2 separate regions of the Gossypium hirsutum genome follow, and region 1 is linked to region 2. Evidence: chromatin contacts called from public Hi-C data. All regions are on one chromosome and are shown on one strand. Each heading gives the region's core, a stretch centred on a gene start, on an enhancer-like site or on the middle of the called end of the contact. The rest is flanking DNA. Distances are from core to core; before and after follow the strand shown.

Region 1 (6,947 bases), core at 1,612-4,111, 590 kb before region 2:
ATGATTCAGTAGCTTCTAGTGGAGTCGTCTGCTCCATATTTATCCGTTCTGCGGATGCTCTTGCTAGAAAAGGAAGCAGTTCCAATCTTAGTATTTGTATGAAACTAGGAGTTTAACTGATAACTTTGTTGTTTATTTTGACCTCTCGGGTTCTCTTCGTCCCCTAATAGTGTCTGCCTATATACCAAACTGTTTAATTAAACAACATTTCCTATCCATGGCAGGTGGTGGCATTAACCCTCTTAACCAAGTAAAACATTAAATTTAAGCATTTTAAACCTTTAGTTAAATAGAAAATTTCTAAATTTGGCCCGTCTAAAAATTAAATAATTTAATTCAAGTATTTTTAACACAATAATTTTAGCTTCCCAAAATTTTATAATTTTATCTTTATCTCCCCTAAACAAAATTCCTGGTAAGTGTGTAGATAACTTACAAAATCTTCAGAATGGGAAATGGCAGCCATGAAAGGGTGATGTAGGAAGATTAGTAGCTAAACAAGTGGGAAGAACCAAGTAACATCATAATGAACCAAAAAAGAACATAATAATCTAAAGATAATTCAAAAGGTAAAGAAACAGAGTAAATACTAAATATAGTAATGCATACAGACATCATAAAAGGAGTATAGAGCAAAAGGAAAAGAAAACCAGAGGTGGGTAAGACGGTGAATAGGGCCACTTCCTACTGAAGTGCTGCAAATACACTGAGAAATGTTTACAATTAGGGAATTCATCAAATTGAAGATCTGTAGCGGCCCTAGCATCAGGTGTTCAGTCCTTTGGTCCGTTGCTTAGCAAATAAATGCTGTTAACTCAATCATATGCAGGGAAAAAGCATGATAGCCAAGTACTAACATCATATAGTATCCCATTTTGTGCTCTCAGACTCAAGTAGATTTGTTGTCAAATTTCGAGGAAGATCCGAATCCATCCAAGCTTCTTTGCTTGGTGTTTAGCTTCAGGCTGATTAGGAAGCGGAAGATTGCTTTTGATCAACGGATTCCCCCTTGCAGTTCGAAGCAGAAGATTGCCTGCACCAACTGACTTCACTTATCAGGCACTAAAGTGAATTTCACAGCACATTGCTTGCAAACTCTTGTTCTTCCTTGAACTACCAGTGCTTGTCATGCTAGTTTTTACAAGTAAATAATGCAGTCTTTTCTTCTCTAAATCAACTTATAACATCGGTCCTGAATCAATCAAATGCCAATTAAACTTTTCAAAGAAAAAAATTCTTCCTCTCCGTTGATAAGAAAACCAGAAAATCTGAGATAAATTTGGGCTCTGATATCAATATTCACAACTCGTACTCACCTATGAATGGCACTAACTTTCTCCAATTTGGAACTTGTAGAATTGGAGAGTCCATCCATCAACCTATTATATGTAGCAATATCAGGTATATATCCTTTATCCAACATCTCATCCACCAAGTTTTCACCTTCCTTTCTTCTCCCATCCCTTGTATATCCATACACCAAAATGTTATAAGTCACCTCATCTGGTTCTAAACCCTTTGCTGAAGCCAATAATCTAAATTTATTTGCATCCATTGTTCTTCCCAAATCACAAAGATCTTGTATAAGATAATTAAAAGTCAGGATATCTGGAACAATACCATCTTTAAGCATTTTTTCCATCAATCCAAATGAATCTTCTCTTCTCTGGGATCTCCTTAAACCTTCAATCAAAGTGGTACACGCAATCGAACTTGGAACATCTCCTTTCATCCATAACTCATTAACCACCTCAAATGCTCTACCAGCATTGCCTTTACCACAAAGCTCTTCAACCAAACCACAACAATCAAACCCCTTCGGCAAAAGTCCCTTCCTACAGAAATCAACGATCATGTCAGATGCCTCCAGAACCTGGCCTTCCTTACACAAACCCTTGACCAAAATCTCACAAGTCGCTGTCGAAAATTGGCACCCTGATTGAGTCATCTCGTTTGCCATCTCAATAGCTTCCTTAACCTTCCTTTCTCTGAAAAACCCTTGAATCAAAGTATTAAAACTAACCACATTAGGCCTACAGCTTTTCTCCTTCATTTCTTTAAACAACTTCAATCCTGATTCAAACTTCCCATTCCTGCAATAACCACTAATCAAAGTATTAAATGTACACACATCTGGTTTCACTCTGTCCTTTTCCATCCTCTCATAAAACCTCAAAGCGTTATCAAAATCCCCACTTTTCAAATACCCATTAATCATAACATTATAAATAACGACACTAGGCCTTCCATCGATCAATTTCTTCATGGTTTCAAAAGCAAAAACAGCATCACTCAACTTCCTAGACCTACAAAACGCATCGATAACGAAACGAAAAAGGGGTTCTATCTGAGGGCAAGAGAAGATACCTGGAGAGCAAGGGCAAGGATTGGCAACTATAAAACTAAGGAGAGAACGAAGCAGGGAGAAACGGTGAGAGGAAGCTAAGGAATGAGCCATCCACAGGTAAGTAGAGTGATCATGACGGAAAGAGTCAACGGTGGAAGCCCAAGAGAAAACTTGGAAGTCATAGTGGGTGAAAATGGGGTGATGGTGAAGCTTAGTTTTGAGAAAGTGAAGGAGGGTTTTGGCGGTTAAGGGTTGGTGGGTCAGGTGAGCTTTGAGGAAGGAAAATAGTTGCTTGTGGTGATGGGGTTGGGGTGTTGTGGGGAAGAGAGAAAGGGAAGGGGTTGGTGTTTGGGGTGAGTCCATGAGTGGAGACAGTGATGGGAGTGACCGTGGGCATTTCGATGGAGGATTTTGGAGAGGTTTAAGAAGGTTCTTCTTCTTCATTAGCTATTTTTTGAAGAACAGAAAACTTGTCAATATGACAAACAGGAAATAATGACTTTTGATAAGGCCACCGCCTTTTGTTGTTTCGATTCCAGGTAAGTTTTTGAAGCCCACCCGAGTCCCTTTTTCGGCCTATCTCAACCTGTCAACCTTTTGACTTGAATAACCAAGAATAAATTAGAGGTGTAATGAAATAGAGGCGCAATAGGTAATTTTTTTTGTTTGGTTGAATGAAATAGAATAGAGGCGTAATAGTATTCTTGTATTTAGTTGAATGGAATGGATCTGTAATAGCATAAGAAAAAAACTAAAATGACTAGAATACCTTTAGCAGAAATTTATTTAGGTAAATGATTATTCTTATTAAATTTCAATAAGATTATTAATATCAGTAATAAATAATTTAATCATATTTTAACATAATTATTATTAAATATATTTTAATTAAAATATATAATTTAATAAAATTCTTAATAATCAATATTCTTATATGAATTTACTAAAATCATAATATATGATACTATAAAATATAATTTGAAATAATTATTATTAAATATATTTTAATTAAAATATATAATTTAATAAAATTCTTAATAATCAATATTCTTATATGAATTTACTAAAATCATAATGTATGATACTATAGAATATAATTTGAAATAATTTTTATTAAATATATTTTAATTAAAATATATGATTTAATAAAATTTAAAATAATTATTACTAATAAATTTTCTTATATGAATTTGTATAATTTAAAATAATTATTATTAAATATAATTTAATAATAATATATAATTTCATAAAACTCTTACTAATAAATTTTCTTATATGAATTTGTATAATTTAAAATAAATATTATTAAATATAATTTAATAATAATATATAATTTCATAAAATTCTTTATAATAAATTTTCTTATATGAATTTGTATAATTTAAAATAATTATTATTAAATATAATTTAATAATGATATATAATTTCATAAAATTCTTAATAATAAATATTCTTATATGAATTTACTAAAATCATAATATAACTTGAGAATTATATTCTGCATAAACATAATTAACTTATATTAACAAAAGGTTAGATGAAAATAAAATTTTATATCATAATCCATATGTTATATAGTTTTACAACATCAAAAAAGTTTGAACATGGATTTTTAATGGTCAAAAAGAAATCTTCTGACCCATTCCAACCGCGCATCAGAAGGTAAACTAAAGAAAACTAGCATTTGAGTTGGATGATTTGGAATTTTACTCAAAGCTCGATACTGCTCATCCACGGTTAAACCTTCAATTTCACATAAGGTTGAATATAAATTTGTAGCTTTCTCTTGGATGATCTGGAATTCTTCTGACTTCTTTTGAACTACCACATCAGAGGCAATACTCCTACTGATTTGTTCACCAATAGCCCGCATGTTTTCCGCCAATAAAGTGGCAGCCTCATTAAATGAAGAAGAAATATTTTCACTTGCATCATAATTCTTCTTTTTCTTCTTTGAAGATGAGGAACCCCCTTAGTTTCTACCTGGTTGCGGCTCCGTAGCAGAAACATCCATGTCATCCAAAGAGACATCAGCTTCGCAGTCATAGAATTCGTTTCTTTCTTCATTAATATCTGTAGTAGGTACATCATCGGTTGTTTGAGCATTTATTTCTTCAATAAAATCAGCGGCTGTTTGAGCATCTTTACCAGTCGCTCGATCTCGTGCGTAGATGGTTCTAAGTTGGTCGTAGTAAGGGAAACTACGATGTCTGAATTGACCGGCTTCTTTATGACTCTATAAAAATGAGTAAATCATATTAGTTATAAGTTGAGAATAAATAAGATAATAAAGACTTGAAATAATTCTTACATTTAAATAAGAGTTCCAAACCGCATCTTCAGCAACAACGAGCTGCCTATGCTCGTCCCAACCAAAACCGCTATTATTTTGACCATTAAGCATGTCATACACGATTGATCAATCCCTTTTTAGTAACCTAATCCTCGATTCTATATTAGGTTTAGCCTTCAACATTCCATTGGGTAAAGCCTTTTCTAACATTTTTTCCAACTCATTTAAATAACCGGCTTTGAACCCCGTATCAGCATTAAAGGTTCCAACATTGTGCAAGTCCACCATGCAGGAAACCAATGCTGCATCTTCTTCCGGAACCCATTTCCTTTTGGTTTCGCGAGAAGCTTGGGAGGAAACATTTTCTGAAACACCTGACATAATTATCTTAAGAAAAAAAACAAATTAAATTTAAGTTTAATATCATGAATCAAAAGGTGAACACTTCATAAAATTATAATTAAGTTAAATATCATGAATCAAAAGCTCAACACTATATATAATTTCATAACACATGATGAATGAAAAGAAATTAAATTATAATTCAGTAAGTTTAGTACAATACAAAAAACAATTCAAACACCACTAAAGTTTCACAAATTAGATACATAAAATAACAAAAACAAATTAACTCAAACTCATTTTGTCCCTAAACCTAACTAATTTCTAGACGCTTGCCATTCATCGAACATTTGGTTGGCTAGTTCCATCCTCCAAGTAGCCCATGCATCCGATGGATGAATATTTACGATATTCGGTTCATCATCATCTACCACATTACTAGGTAATCCTTCTCCCACATCCGCTTCAATAGGATCAATACTCATATGGGTTCGAATAAAATTATGGAGTAAACAACATGCAATAATGACTCTATTGTGCACCCTAACAGGATAGAATGATGGACTCCTAAGTATTCCCCATCTAAGTTTTAATAACCCAAAGCTTCTTCCAATAACATTACGTGTTGAGGCATGTTTCATATTAAAAAATTCTTGCGGAGTACTTGGCTGATAACCTTGACGCCACTCATTCAAATGATATGTTGTCCTCTAAAAGATGCAAGAAATCCCTCACAATTTGTGTATTCAGCATCAACTAGATAATAACAACTATAAAAAAAACTTTTTTTAAAATAATTAATTCCCCCAAAAAATTTGATCTGAATGAATAATTCAAAGTCCTCTAACTATCCACTTTACCATGAGGAACTTTTAGTCCATGTCTTCTACTAATGGCATCTCGAAGAACCAGTCCATCAGCAACTGAACCTTCCCAACCAGGAAGAACATAAACAAATTGCATATCAGATGTACAAAAACCTAGCATATTTGTTACTATGTCACCTTTTCGCGTTCGATATCTAGATTTATCAAATGTTGGAACCCTAATCTTGATGTGGATTCCATCAAGAGCACCTAAGCAATTCTATATCACATGATATAAAACCTTGAGTTAGAATACTAAATTTAAATCTAAATCAACGAGTACTAAATTTAAATCTAAATCAACTAAATGTTGTACAAGCTATATATAAAACTCAGTCCAATACCTTAAACCATTTCCACCTTGTGTCAGAAGAATTAGTTGTAATTGGCTCTGCCTTTTTAAATAACAGATCTTGTAAGCGTATGACAACATTTAAAATACTATGAAATGATCTGCTAACAGTTTCCCCAGACCTACTAAAGTGATGTTTGATAACTCAATTTTTCAGGTGATGGGAGATGATATGTAAAAATATTGCCACTTGCTCATCAACAAGCATGTTTCTTGACGACTTCAATCCCCTTAACGATTCTAACATCTCACATAGTTTAAAAAAGGCAGTTCTATTCATCCTAACTTGTTCAATATAGGTCTCGTCACTAGCATATACAAGCCTTTTCACATAATCCCGTTTTGCATAAAAATCTAAGATATAGGACCTAATCCTTGGTCTATAAGTATGTAGGCTAAGGCTGGCACCCATTGTAAATAAGAACTAAATCGCAATTCTACAGATTTGCAACCTTTTTGTCAATGCAATACCAATTCTTTTACGCCTCACATTTTGTACAATTAAAGGCAAACGAGCCATTACTGCAACATATTAAAATTAGAACACACTATCAAAGAATTGAAGTTGCAATAACACATTATCAAATAAAAATAAACAATACAAATTTAGAATCTTTACGAAGCAAAAAAGTAGAACTTAAATGATATCGTTGCAACTTTAATTTCATTTCTTTATCAATCACCCAAACATTAAAGAAAGAAAATATATTTAAATACATTTTCTATAAATTTGTGAGGTGAACTGGA
Region 2 (6,846 bases), core at 3,139-5,638:
GCTCGACTATGGTTGGCTTGGTCTCCCATCATGATCCTCGAGACAACAATTGACCCTACAATCATACGCTTCAAACATGAGTTCAAAAGAAATTAGTAAGATTCCAATTATTAATATCATACAAATTCTTTTTCTAGTTTAGAGGACAATAAATGAAATGCAAAATTTAAAATTCCATGTAACTCATTGGGAGCACCGCAGACTTCCTGTTAGCGCCTAGCATTCTTCTTGCTATAATGGTGAGCTATTGGATACCTTCACTTGCTTGGCAGATTCTTACTGCGTTACCCTTACTATGTCATTTGCATGTGTTGGATCATGCTTGAACCTTCCTATGGGATAAAACCCCCTTCAATCCACCTCGTAATCCATCTAGCTTGAGAGATTTGATGAATATGCAACTCTCCATTCTTTATAATTTCATACTCTCATGTTGAACCTCTTCCTAAGGTTTTCCTCGAAGAACTTATTTATGTACCCATACTCCTCCTCCATCATGGCTTTGGCGAGTCCCTATCAACCTAGTGGTCTATGTCTTTCAGACGTTCATCGCCTAATCATTCTTGTAAATTATCATGTCGTTCATTGTTCTTTCGATCCTAGTCTATAGCGTATCTCCTGTATGATTAACTCCCTCGTTAGGGTCCCACGCCATATATCTTGGCATACTTTTTTGCCTTATCATTTCAATGGACTTTCTGATATGTCGTAACATCATATTATCATGGTCTAACTTAGCTTAATCCCTATGTTTAACGTCCTAGCAAACTATCTATGCTTGCTCACTGACAGACTCTTTTTGTTGCCTTAACCGAGTTAAGGTCTTACACCTTTCTCACCACGTGTTCATTAGGTCCTGGTAGACCACCTCGTGTTTACTATCTCGGCATACTACCTCTATAGATGCCATAGAGCCTCTCTCCCATGGTCTTACACCAATCTGCCATCTTGGTATGATATCAATTGGTGCCTTGGTATCTTTCGTCCATGGTGTTACTCATTAAACATGTTTGTCATAGCATCTTTCATCTATGGTTTTACACCTTATACCTTATACCGGGCCGCCATGACATCTTTCATCCATGGTCTTACATTATATGCCTTTATCGTCTACCATGCTGTCATGACATCTTTCATCCATGGTCTTACACTACGTACGACATACCAAACTACCATAGCATCTTTCATCAATGGTTTTATGCCATATATCGTCATCACGGTATCACTCCGAATGACCAGTCGATATTGCCGTCGCGATAAATACCATTCCATGATTCATATTACCCAAATCCACTTCTCGTTACCTCTTTTACACCACCTAACCTTGATACTCGAACACCGCAGTGTTTCCTCCGCAAGGCCTAGAGCTTTGCCCGAGGTGGTATATAATAGGGTCACTCCCTATTCCCATACTAACTTCATTTAACCTGTTTAGGTTTTTTCCCACAGTTATCATTTAGAACATGCACATATTTTCATGCAACATAATAGTTTGGAGTACAACAAACCTTTAAATCATGCCATGATCCTTCTTATTAACATACAATGACGATTACTCATGTTATCATGCATACATGTCTTTCTATCCCAACAGGAATTAGACTAGTCATATTGGATATTAGAATCTCACATCAATTCCTTATTCTTTGTAGTTCAGCTTGTCATTTTTGCTAGAGTCTACTTCATCCTGGCTACAATTCATTATTCTTCTACTGCCAAACTTGGCTCCTCACGATGGTAACGACATGCAAAACCTTCCACAGCTACCTCTTCTTCTTTTTCTTCTTCTTCTTCAGTTTACCTAAAGAAGATGTTTGGTTTTTAAGAAGACAAAATTATGAAGAATTATGTTTCCATTTCGTCCTATATACTCCCTTAGCACGATCTCCGTAGACCGCCGCTACCACTCAGTCCTACTTATTGTGTCTTCCACTGTGGAACCAACTGATTCTAATCTAACCAAACTAGTTTCGAGATTCAACTTTTCCCTACCCAACAACTTAAGTTTCTAAACGCCTTATTAGTGCCCTGTGAATTTCTACTCCTATTCGATTAGGTCCCCGACTCTTCCTTAAGTTCAGGTATTTAGGATATCTAGGTGTGACAAATGCGTCATATAGTGTGCCAATCATACCATTTGTGAATCATCATCATATTTATTTATTCATATAATTGCATCTCATTAAACAACATACATCACGCTAAACCATTCATCTATTCAATCATGATCAGATTCATCCAATCGGTATTTGCATTCAATACCACATGCACACACAAGACATCAACACTTCGCCACGAGTTGGTTCACCATTGGTAAAATACTAGTTCATCATATTCAGTATATGAGTAACATAAAATACATCCATTTAAGATCTGAGTCTGAGAACTCACTTGGGAGTTGCCGCCAAATCCATCTTCTAAGCCTTTTTCCCTTGCTACATGAGCCTCTATAGTCAATACAACATAACAACCAAATTCAGATTCTCTAATCATCAAAAGAGTCATACTTTACTTGCATGCATAAACCATTTAAGCAACTATTCAAAATTCCAAATCAGAACAAAACAAATTCGACAGTTAATTGCCATCTTTACCTTTCTTCCTTTTCCTTAAATTCGTGCATACAGAAAGATTAGGAAACTTACCAGCTCGATAAATCATCAGTTATTTGTGCACAATCCTTAGCTTATTTCCTCCATGCGGACTGCTCTTTCATATTTCTTCCTTGCAACCCTAACCATTGAAGATGGTGAAGAAAGATCAAAGAAAGAAAAAGACGATCCCAGAGGATAGCATATCTCCCTTATATGGTACTCCCTTACTTCCTTCACCAGTCTCTATTTCAATACCCAAGTGTACAACCTTTTAATTATCATGTCTCCCACTAAGTAATTTCTAGTTCATAACCAACTGGATTATGGTTGAAATCCAACTTTTCCTCAACCGGCCTACTACTTGTTCTTATTTGCAAAAAGAACCCGCTAGATTAGAGAACTTTTCAATTTAGCATGTCAAACTCTTTTGCTACTTAAGACCTTAGGAATCCTAATGTGACAACTTGAATTTAATAACTTATAATAAATTAATCAATTTAATTTGATAACTTATATTGATTAGTTGAACATTTTAGATTTATGAACTTTATAATTAATCATGAAAACAAGTGTAAAATAAAATATGCATAAAGGTAATAATGCATGACACGTTATACACCGTTTAATTTTGTTGATTTTATTCTCACTTTCTTTCTTTTTCCAACATAATTCTCACTTTATTTATTTAATGAAAATAATTATATGAATTCTATGGTAGATTTAGAACAATTATCTTTGTATAACAATGTGTTATTATAGATGTATAATAGCTATATTTCTATATCAGGTAAAATCTTGATAAACAAAATGGGACTATTATAGAAAAGAGTAACTTATATGTGAAGAAACACGAAAAATTTGAAAAAAAAACAAGTTTAAAAGTAACAAAATTGAATAACATCATATTTAATAAAATCTCTAAGTTACTAAACAATATATTATTTTAATGAATGTTTGGAAATTTAATATTAAAAAAATTGAATAATTTATGAATATAAAAAATTTCCCATGATTTATGAATATAAAGTGAGGAGTGCGCTGGATTTGGAAATGATTTCCCAATTCCCACTGCCAAAATTCATTTCATCAAAAAGAGTGGGAAAGTGAAGAAGACTTACTAAATTGAAATAACCAAAGTCTTGCGTAAATATAAAAGAATCGGATAAATAAGTTTTTCAATAGATTTAGGTTAAAATGTCTCATAAGTTTTTGTAATTTTTAAAAATTAAAAATTAGTTTTTATACTTCTATTTTATGAAATTTAGTCTTTCTGTATTTTAGATTTCTAAATTCAAGTACAACTGTTAATATTGTTAACTTTTTTGTTAAATTCAAATTAATTACAAAGTCATTTTTTTAATTACATGACTACCAAATAAATATCTTTTTTATTTGAAAAATATCACAGTAACAGATTTAATAAAAAAATTTAATAGTGTTAACAATTAGACCTAAATTTTAAAATCTGAAAATTAAAGAAACTAAATTTTATAAAATATAAGTACAATGTCTAAATTTTTAGATTTTAAAAAATACAAAGACTTGTAACATATTTTAACCATAAATTTAACATAGAATTGAATGAAATTAAATGAACCAATTACGAACCCATATTTTATCGGCTTGATTAATTACTCATTTTGCAATTTATTTATTTATTACTTTTTAAAAGAAGTGTTGGTGGGTTGGTTTTTGTCTTATATTTTATTATCTATGTGGTGTGCCTCGTGGCGTGCGGAAAGGGAACAAGCCGCCCTTGTAGACCTTTGACAAAACTCTAGGAAAAATGCTAATGCGTAATAGTTTCCTTTTAAAATGTATGGGCCTATGATTGGGCCACCTTTTTATGTAGGCCTAATGGTGTCTTCAATTGTACAACTTGAACCATTGATAAACACCCAAGAAAGCTGTTGCGTATTCCATTTTGTATATTCTCCAATTCGGCTTGAACCATTTCACAAGCAAAATAATAGGTAAGTTGCACCCATAGTCACTTTAAAATAGGGTTTGTCTTATTTCGATTACTTTAATATTTTCTTAATTTAGTCATTCTAATTAATATAATTGTCTAAATTAGTCCCCATCGTTAAAAGTTTTGTTAATCTAGTGACGGATTGTTATTTTTTACTAAAGCTAGGGACCTCTCTATAATTAATATAATGACTGACACATGACATTGTATTTGTACTTTTTACTAAAGCTAGGGACCTCTCTATAATTATCTCAAAATACTTTGTTGTTATTTTTTTGTTCTCTCTTCTTTGGCTTCTTTCTCTTTTGGTTTTCTAATTGACAAATGAAAAAGTCTTCAGTTTGCACTTGAAAAACAATTTCATTCTAATTACAGTTGGAACATAATTAGACAAATTAAATTAATGACAAAGCAAACCAAGGAGCAAATAAGGAAAGAAACCAACAAATAATATTTTTTAATAAAATTTAAATTCACCAATCCTACTCTATCGAGCCTTGCTCAGAGAATGATTCTTATTCAACAATCCAACCAAATCACTTATTGGCTAAAGCCAAAAAACCACCTTACAGCAATAGACATTTGCAGCCCCAACAATGAATCAAATTGTTACAAATTACTCTCCCAAATACCTCACAATACAATCAATAAATGTCTCCAAATAATATCCAAAAAGAGTGACATAAAGTAACCCAATGGAATAGCAAAATGTAAAAGCCAAAGAAACTTTGATTACAATTCATTGATTTAGTTTATTTTAATTGTAATCAATGAATTTATTTTATTAACCCAATGGAATAGCAAAATGTAAACTTGTAATTTTTTCGAATAGATTGGTTAATAAAATAAATTCATTGATTACAATTAATATACTTTGTATTATTATCCTCAAATGGTTTTTACACGCAAAGCAAAATGCAAAATGAAAGCAAATGTTGCTCATTAGTTGTCTAATGTTTAACCAATACTAATCAGTATTGCTTGGTCAGATCTTAATACGAAAAGATAAATTTTATTAGTAGACGAACCTAAATACGTCCTTAGCCTAATCGAAAATGAGCAAACAAATTAAAAGACTAATATCTCATCTATCAAGTCTAATTGGGAAAATGCCTTATCTTGGGCATCATAGCGGACGACTCACAGAAGATAGAGACATTGTCAAACTCGATTTCCTTTAAGTCCAAAAGTTAGGAACAAATAGAGGTTAAATTGAAAGGAGTCATAAGCTAGTGGCCTTTACTGAAAAGTCAGGAAAATTTAGTGACTGAACTAGACATGGTTAAGATCCAATTCTGGTTCGGTTGGATTAAAACTAGTTGCTTCCTTAGTGGGAGACAAAAAGATTACCAACGAATGGTTTTTATAGGGTTGATAATCGAGCGTGAAGGGCGATAATTGTTGGGAAAATGACTTCCTAGGGAGAATTCTTCTGAAATCTATTTCACCTTCTTCTCTTCTTCATCTTCTTCCTTGGTTGATCTGAAGAAGAGATAGTTATAAGAAGTTCTGCATGGAACGATGATCATGAGATTTGAGTTAGAAAAGTAGAGAATCTAGTGAGTTGGTAAGGTTTTAAGTCTTTTGGTGTACGTGAGGTTTAGAAAATAAAGTTAAGAAATTTTAGAACCTTTTTAAGGGTTCTGTATGTTTTTGGAAAACTCATTTCACTCACGATTTTTGTTTATAATGATTAGCTTCTAGGAGAATGGAAGCTCTGACATACAGAAAAGTTAAGCATATGAGGTAAGGAAACATATGTTTAGTTTATATACTCCATATTTGGATGTTGCATGACTGGCATGAATCTGTGTTGAGTCTAGGATAAGTCCTATGATGATGTGTGATCTTTGTTGTTTGAGAATGCTACGTATGTGCAAGGTTGAGTAGGTAATTGAGTGTTTGCATTTGTGTCGAAATGCATAGAATGGTTGTGGAAATTCATATCTAAGTTTCCGTGCTCCATGTTATTATGTTTATGTGATCATATGTCTGTGTCTGTATGCTTATAAATTATGGACTTCAGAGGGAAAGGTATTGATGGGTTAGATGAAGTTAGGATTTAGGAAATGGTGTTTTTGTATACTGTCATACGATATTGCTTGGTGCAAACTGTGATTTACGAAGATCCAAGCTTTGCATAGGGACACTACGATATTCGAGCATCAAGGTTAGAAATGATAAAATGGAGGATTGGGTAGATGAATAGACAAATCGAATTCTATTAAGATTTTGCTATACGGTGTTGTTAGGTGCAAACTGTGATATGCGAAGCTCTGA

Evidence for each region. A called contact is a pair of places that touch in the nucleus more often than the background predicts.
Region 1: a contact with region 2 is called in a Hi-C map of leaf, with 2.2 times the contacts expected there. The contact joins the promoter of LOC107899234 here to the enhancer-like site in region 2. A contact is called at or near these places in 2 of 34 Hi-C or Micro-C datasets (both in leaf).

Annotation. Positions count from the first base shown.
Region 1 is chrD04:35,975,430-35,982,376 of Gossypium_hirsutum_v2.1, reverse strand. LOC107899234 (pentatricopeptide repeat-containing protein At2g36240) reads right to left here and starts at 2,861. Exons shown (of 1, transcript XM_016824884.2): 1 at 528-2,861. The coding sequence starts at 2,791. The coding sequence ends at 1,313. It overlaps LOC107899236, which reads right to left. Exons shown (of 3, transcript XM_016824887.2): 2 at 4,659-5,027; 3 at 3,841-4,583. The coding sequence starts at 4,751. The coding sequence ends at 4,320.
Region 2 is chrD04:35,382,348-35,389,193 of Gossypium_hirsutum_v2.1, reverse strand. No RefSeq gene overlaps it. Among protein-coding and RNA genes, the nearest start is that of LOC107899244, 9.7 kb to the right of the region's middle. Within about 2 kb of position 4,388, at least 2 of the 9 cell types and tissues checked have an H3K27ac peak or open chromatin away from gene starts, as enhancers often do. A contact at or near this core is called in leaf, where this site is marked.